2 separate regions of the Mus musculus genome follow, and region 2 is linked to region 1. Evidence: chromatin contacts called from public targeted proximity ligation data. All regions are on one chromosome and are shown on one strand. The core of a region is the stretch at or near the end of the contact, and the rest is flanking DNA. Distances in the headings are between cores, read along the strand shown.

Evidence for each region.
Region 2: a targeted proximity ligation map of extraembryonic endoderm stem cells shows a contact between it and region 1. A contact is called at or near these places in 23 of 39 promoter capture datasets (the 3T3-L1 cell line, 3T3-L1-derived adipocytes, the C10 cell line and 15 more), 261 of 484 Hi-C or Micro-C datasets (the 3T3-L1 cell line, 3T3-L1-derived adipocytes, the 63-12 cell line and 133 more), 43 of 130 datasets of targeted methods (CD4 single positive thymocytes, the G1E-ER4 cell line, the HPC-7 cell line and 29 more) and 4 of 9 other capture datasets (adipose tissue, embryonic stem cells, embryonic tail and 1 more).

The regions. Positions count from the first base shown.
Region 1 is chr19:37,717,251-37,721,156 of GRCm38.p6, forward strand. No RefSeq gene overlaps it. Among named protein-coding and RNA genes, the nearest start is that of Cyp26a1, 21 kb to the left of the region's middle.
Region 2 is chr19:37,885,193-37,889,098 of GRCm38.p6, forward strand. No RefSeq gene overlaps it. Among named protein-coding and RNA genes, the nearest start is that of Gm52397, 99 kb to the right of the region's middle.

The DNA of each region.
Region 1 (3,906 bases), core at 866-3,365:
GTCTCAAAAATCTAAAAATACAAACACACAAAACCCTTTGTCTTCTGGTGTGCATGAGGATGCAGAATGTATAATTTGGCCTACTCCTGGCATCGTGTGTCAAAAACCTTAAAATTGTGGATATGCTAGGAACCAAGAATTCCAACTCACTATTGTAGCCCAGATTAGCCTGGAGTGTGATATGCCTTAAAATATCGACCCACCTGCCTCTTAACAGACGACCTGTGGAGCCTTGCTTGCCAGGATTTTGCTCTTATTGATACATATATTTTGGCCCAAGGCTTCTAAGCTTAGAGGTTTCTTTTTCTTTTTTCCTTCTGAACATAACCTTAGCATTATTTTATGAAGCAAATTTGTTCTTCGATTGACAATTTTACACATAAACACACTGACCACTTTCACGGCCCCACCTTCCTAACACCGGGTCTACCTGCCTCCCACAGATCTTTCTCATTCATTCATGTCTACTAGTTATGTGATCCACGAAGTTTAGCCGGAGCCAGCTGTGTGACCATGAGCGCGGCAGACTGAGCAGGGGTACCCAGCTGAAAGCAGTGGCTTCTTCTTCCTCAGATCTATCAAACAGTTCTTCAAGTAGGGCCCTTGAGTCCCTCCCTCTTCCATGACCAATGGTGGATAGGGCCTGTCTTGCGCCAGTCCCGTGCATGTAATTGTGCTTTTGAGTTCATGACTTCAATGCCCAGCTTTCACCGTACATGATGATGATGATGATGATGATGATGGTGATGATGATGATTTTGAGACAGGTTTTCTCTGTGTGTAGCCCTGGCTGTCCCAGAATTCACTCTGTGAACCAGGCTGGTTTTGAACTCACAGAGCTCCTCCTGCCTCTGCCTCCTAAGTGCTGGGATTAAAGGTGTGCACCACTCCCACCTGGCTTGTTTTTTGACTCTTACTTACCTCCCACTCCCTCTTCCACTATGTTCCTTAAGCCTCACAGGGAGGGGCTGGTATAGGTTAGGTTGAGCCCCTAAACAAGACGTTCACACCTTATTTTAAGATACTCTCAGAAAGTTGCTCATTGGACAAAGATATGTAGAAAACATTGCAAACAGCCTACTGTTGCCTGAGGCAGACCCAGGAAACCCCTGGAACTCACATAAAGGTAGACTATGAGAACGACACACAGTTATCCTCTGACCTCCACTTGTGCGCTGTGGCACGTGGGCCACCCTCCCAACACACACACACACACACACACACACACACACACACACACCCCACAATAATAAAAGGATTAAAGAAAGGTATTTGTAATCTATTTGGTTTCAAACGCCTGAGAATCATTCTGGAATGTCAGGCCCCATCATCTGATTGCTGAGTGACTTAGACAAGGAAATGAATGTCTTGAAGCCTTAGTCTCTGTATCTATCAAGTGGGGCAAATCATCACATGACCTCCCAGGGTTTCTGTGAGCATTCGAGGAGATAATTCAGGAATTACTTATCTGTAACTCAGCACAGTGTGAGCACTTAGGCAATTTTGTGTTCTGCTGTCCTCACACTCAGTTTTGAGAATGTCTGTAGGGATGAGCTAGAGAGACAGAAAGCATGATGGGAAAGATGTCTAGGATGATGGGGCTGAGCTGGGCGGGGGTGGGGTTGTTGTTGTTTGTTTTTATTTTTTGTTTGTTTTTGTTTTTCATATCAGAATGCTGTAAAAACACATGGCAACTTTTGTAAAAAAGAAAAGGGATTACCAAGAAGACAACAGCCTTGATTGCTTGAGACCCCTTGAGAACTTCAAGACCTCCTTGCTCTGTTAGTCCTTGGTCTTGTTGGAGCCATCTGAAGTTGGACCTGTAAGCAGAGCCAACAGTCCTGTCACATGCTTTCCCTTCCTGGCCTGCTCCTGCCCAGGGGAATCTCACTAGCAGGTGTGTGTGTGTGTGAGTGTGTGTGTGTGTGTGTGTGTGTGTGTAGGAAGCAAACACTTGAGTCTGGATAAAGCTTGAAAAGTGATAACACTTCCTCAGCACTACCACCTTGAGATAGATGCCTGGGGTGTGAAACCCACCCCCACAACAGGAGATGCCTGGGGAGAGGATGCCTAGTGGAACTCCACTCTGATTAGTCAGCCTTTATCAGCCCAGTACCAGAGAGTTCTTTTGTGTCTACTCTTCCTCTTCCATCCCTGTTGTCTGCTCTGTCACAGATTGTTCATTAGCACTTGTGGCAAATGTCTCAAGGCAAACAGGAGGGCTAAGTGACAACCAAACTGTTTCAATCTCCTGGGAGGGACAGAGGAGATGGGTGGAGACGTCTTTCCCAGAATTGAAAGGCAGAGAGGATGGGGTTGGGGCTCCCACCAGGAAGGTGCACACGGAGCCTGGAGCAGAAGGAAGGAAGGCTTCCGGTTCCCAGTCTCCAGGGCTGCTTGGGGGTGGCTCATCTGCCTTCCACAAGGCAGATAGGGCACCCCGGAGGCAGCGAGTGAGCAACAGTGCGAAGGGAGGAGCTGGGGCTTTCTCCTTCCAGGAGAATGTTCAGAGGCTGTGGGGCGTGGAGCTGGAGTCTGATCTTTGCTCATCAGATCCACCAGAAGGCCACTGGCCATGCTTTGTCCATTTTTTTTTTGCTGAAAATAAGCTTATAGATTTATCTTTATTTCTTAAGACAGGCTCTCTCTGTTTTAGTTCTGGTTGTCCCAGAACTCGATAGGCTACACCAGGCTGGCAAACTCAAACTCAAAGAGATCTATTTGCCTCTGCCTCCCCAGTGCTGGGGTTAAAGGCATGCACCACCGTTCCCAGCCTCAGATTTAATCTTTGAGAAGGTGTACTTTTTTGTATTGTATATGCATGTGTTACATGGTATACATCATATGAATGTCTCCCCTGTATGTGTCATTGTGAACTACACCTGTGCCTGCTGTCCTCAGAGCTCAGAAGGTGAAGCTGGCGTTCCTGGAACTGGACATGTGATGGTTGTGAGCCACCATGTGGGTACTGAGAAACAGCCCTTTCTCTTAATCACTGAGCCATATCTCCAGACCTAGATATTTTTTTCTTAAATGGGTCACACTCTTGCATCATATCAATGACATTGTTTTTTTTTTTTTTCCTTGTGGTGTGAGACTGAACGTCACCTGTCCTTAGCATATGCTCCACTCTACGACTAGACCTCTAACACTGGAAACTTTTGCCTGATGCAAAGCCACCAAGGTCTTCTCCTAGAGGCTTTGCTCTTTTTTAAATTAACTAAGTAATTTTTGAGTCAACGACTCTCATAGCTTAGGTTGACCTTAAGCTGACAAAGAGGTGAACAGAATTCACCAGTGAAAGGCTAATCTTCTCAGATGGGCTGCTGAAAAACAAGAATCCGAAGGCAGAAAAATTAAACTTTTGTTTTGATAAGTTTGTATCATTTGATTTTTTATTTGCTTAGTTTGTTGGTTAGATGGTTGGTTGGTTGGCATTTTTGAGAGATGCCCTTAATATGCAGTTCAGACTGGCCTGGAATTCATAATCCTCTTGCCTCAGACTCCCCCACGCTGGGATTTCAGATGTGTGCTTACTACCTGATCTGAGAGGACTTCTGTTGTTCAGTCATATTTCTCAGAACTGTCCACTCTTCATTGGATTCAAGCATTAAAAATAGATTTTTTTCCCCTGAGTTTGGGCCTTCATCTCTAAAGCCTCCCATGAATGTAAAACAGATATGTTCTCTCAAGCAGAAAGGAAATGGTTGATCCATATTTCAAACCACAAATTCTGCTCATCGTGGTTGACTGTGTGGGCTCAGTGGTCTAGTGCTTACCTATTATACTCGAGGCTCTGGGTCCCATCCCTAGCATTGGACGTGGGTAAATTTGATTCACACTTTAAACCTGTATTAAATGCAGAAGCTAAAACTTCTAGGAATGTAGCTCTGTGGGTAGCGTGCT
Region 2 (3,906 bases), core at 464-2,963, 170 kb after region 1:
TCTGACCTGATAGACTAGGAAAAGGAGACTCAGACAGGTCACAGGTTAAGACAGATGATGGAGTCCCAGTGCTGGTCGTGAAGTGTGGGACTCTGATCAAAGCGACCTGTGTGCAGAAGTGCAGGATTGATTCCAGAACCTTAGAGGTCCCCAGTCAGGCTGGCATTGGGCACAGAATGGTGTGTGCATGCGTGCATGCATGAGTGCATGTGTGCATGTATGTGTGCGTTAGAATTTTTAGGGAGGTGATTGGCCAGCTAAGCATGCTGGCTGCCTGTGAAGACACTGACCATTCATTTGCAGTTCATCTGAACACTAGGGACTGGCTTCCCTCCCTGGAGCATGGCAATCGCAGAGCCAATGTGGTTTCCAGCCTCTAAGCTCAGAGTTAAGTCTGTGTGAGGACAAGTTTCACTATTCACCTCTGTAATTGGTGCCTGTATGGGGCCCAGGGGAAGCCAGGAGGTTGACAAATGAGGTTCGAACCCCACTCTTTTCTTTTGCTCCAAAGATCCCTCATCTATGCTGACTGTAGTGTCTCTTTCACCAAAGATGCTGTGTCTACATCAGCACCAGTCTGTCCAACACTTTCATCACAGGCCAGGTATGACAGTGTACACAGACTCACCTCTCTATAGAGCCTTTGAGTGCCCTCCCCAACTCTACGAGAACGTCTAGGGACTAAGAGGGACTGAGAAGATGCACTTCCCTCTGTACCCCACTAGCGCCCATCTGGTTGGGCATTTCAGAGGGAAGACAGCCATTCTTTGCAGCTCCAAGGTGCATCCAACTTCAGGTGTGGTGGCCCTGGGGACGGGAGACAGGTCACGGCTTGCCCTAGTGTTTTGGGTGCTCACTGCCAGCAGGAGAAACCTTCTGCGTGGAAATTACTTTAATTTGCAGTTGACAAAAGGCAAATTGCTGACATTTTTCTGCTAGGAGCCTGGAATGTAACCTTGCACTACTGCCCCAGACATTCCAGGTGGCAACTTCCATTAGCCGGCCCAGATTTTTAACTTCAAACAGGCTATAGAAAAAAGAAAGAAAGAAAGAAAGAAAGAAAGAGAGAGAGAGAGAGAGAGAGAGGGAGGGAGGGAGGGAGGGAGGGAGGGAGGGAGGGAGGGAGGGAGGGAGGGAGGGAGAGAGAGAGAGAGAGAGAGAGAGAGAGAGAGAGAGAGAGAGAGAGAGAGAGAAAGAAAGAAAGAAAGAAAGAAAGAAAGAAAGAAAGAAAGAAAGAAAGAAAGAAGAACTTAAGTCGTTTTACAGGTGGGCAAACCCACAGTCTTGATTTAACTCCACGAGTTCTCTCCCTTTGAACTCTACTGTTCTGGGCAGCTTAGAGAGCAGAGTCCTTGTGGGCATCCCATCCTGGGGTAGGGTTCTAGCCTTCATTGTGCTCCGCAGCAGTTGCAGTCTGCAGGACGGTGATTTTTAACTGGATGGAAGACCCTTCTGGTTTGGTAGACTGTGTGTAAACTGACTGCGAGGCCACGGAAACAGAGACCTGCTGCACCTCTCTGCAGGAAGCGTAGGATTCAGCAGGATCCCAGGTTCCTTCACGAGTGAATACTTGAATGAATGGGTGGTTTCCCGTTTTTTCTCAAGACCGGAGCATTTTTGTCTGTCTAGTCGTAAACTTCCAGAGCATTCCAGAAGAAAGGGCATCCTTTAGATGCGGTGGTGCTGGTCACCTTCCACTTAAAATATGTCCCAGAGATGCCTGTCTTGGGTGGGGTTCCGGGGAATGCAGACTGAATGGAATGCCTTTTGTGCCAACTGGGAACCTGAGGATGCTGCTGCCATCTTGTGGACAGTATTTGAAATACACGTCTATGTCTTCCCAAGATTCTGGCCCGTTCTACAATGGAATATTTTCCTTTGGAAAGCATTAGGCTGTGTTTCCAGAGCCACCCTTAACTGATTTCTGTTCTCCTGCGGAAGTAACAAAAATGATCGCGATATCAATAAATATATTTATTGGGTTTAAAAAAGTTTAATAAGACCAAGATCTGACGCCCAACTCTCTGCTTTGCCCTAACTCTTGGCCGTTTATGCTACACTTTACCTTGCTGCGTCTTTTTCTTCTTCCGCTGGTGTGGCAGTGCATTTGTACCCAGGATCACATTGTGTCTCAGCTATCTGCTTCCCCAATGGCAGGGACCTGAGAACTGATCAAAGTGTTGGGGGTACAGATTTTTAAAATTAAATCATTCGTTTATGTTTCGGGGTGCGGTGTGAAACTAGGACTTCACACTTGTCAAGGACACACACATTCAACAATTGGGCAACATCCTTGACCTCTGACTACAGAGATTTTTTTTTGACCCCTGTGCACCCATTATGTATTACATTTGGTTTGGAAACACTGTGTGTGTGTGTGTGTGTGTGTGTGTGTGTGTGTGTGTGTGTGTGTGTGTACAAATCCACAGGAGAGGTATGCAGTATGTTCCTGGAGTATATTCTTTGTTTTTTGTTTTGTTTCATTTTGAGACAGGGTCTCACTGTATAGCCCTGTCTGGTCTGGAAATTGTAACGTAGACCAGGTTGGTCTCAAACTCACAAAGATCCGCTGCCTTGCCTCGAATTGGGTTAAAGGCATAGACCACCACATTTAGTTCTTCCGAAATATATTCTAATTGAAGATTGATGTAGATTTTTAATGGGGTGCTTAGCAACCCCATTAGTTACTTGTAAGTTCATTTTTACATGGATCAGTGTCCCCAGGACTGCCCAGGTGAGCTGTAACCATTATTTAAACGGTTGCTTTGTTATTTTTAATTACATGTACACGTCTCTGTGTGGGTCTAGGCACTCTGCTGGTGCCCAAGATCCCAGAGATATCAGATGTTCCTGCAGCTGGAGTCACACGTGGTCATGAGTCAGATAATGTGGGGGCTGGGAACGCAACTCAGGTCCTCTGGAAGAATAATACGTGTGCTTAACCACTGAGCCATCTCTCCAGTCTGAGCTGTTACGGTTATTAAATTCATATCTGCACCCCATTTTGGAGCTCTTGACACAGGGTTGCTCTTGCGGGAAGCCATTTGAATGCACCTGGAGGTGGGAGGGTGGAACAGCAGCCCACAGATGTGGGCACTCAACCAGTCGTACATATACCACAGTCTGTATTTTGAGCTGAACCACCCAAGTGCAGCCTCTAGGTTTAAAGAAGACTTTTGAGCAGTTTTTTTTTCTTCATTGTACTAAATGGAGTCCAAAGGTTCACTTTTTAAAAGCCTTTGTGGTAGAATACAAAACTTAGAATACATTTATAAAAAAAAGACATTGAAACGCTTTAGACCTGCAGGTCCATCCTTTGTGGGTATAAATGTGTCCCTATGTATTAGTGCATTTGAAGGGACCACTTCCTACGCGACCATTTTCCAAGTGCTGTCTCTAGTGAGACCAGTGTCTGTACAGAGGAGGCTGGGGCCTCTCTGAGGCCAGCCCCAGATCACATCCCAATCTGTATACAAGCCTCATGGGGACTTCTGCAACCCCCAGCCACTTGACCTTGAGGCTAGACCTTCCTGGAGAGTGTGGCTTCGTTCTCTGCCGTACCCTCCTCACCCTTTAAAGGCCTGATGGAAATGAACGTTACCTTGGGAAGAATGTAGAAGATAGGCTTTTCATCAGAGGAACACACCGCAGGCGGATCAGCAAAACCCTTTGAGGAATTATTTGCTAGGATTATGCTTCTTGTTAATAAGAAGCCCTTCTGTCCTGTACCAGTAATAAACATACCAGCCAGCCTTGAACTCAGCAACTATAGGAACCATATTGAAATTTTGAGAAAAAATTTTATTTTAGTGTGTACATTGATGGGGGTGGTGGTGGAGGTAATGCCGGCCTGTGTGCCCCCACGTGGAGGACAGAGTTGGACATCAGGTGTCTCTGCATCCCATC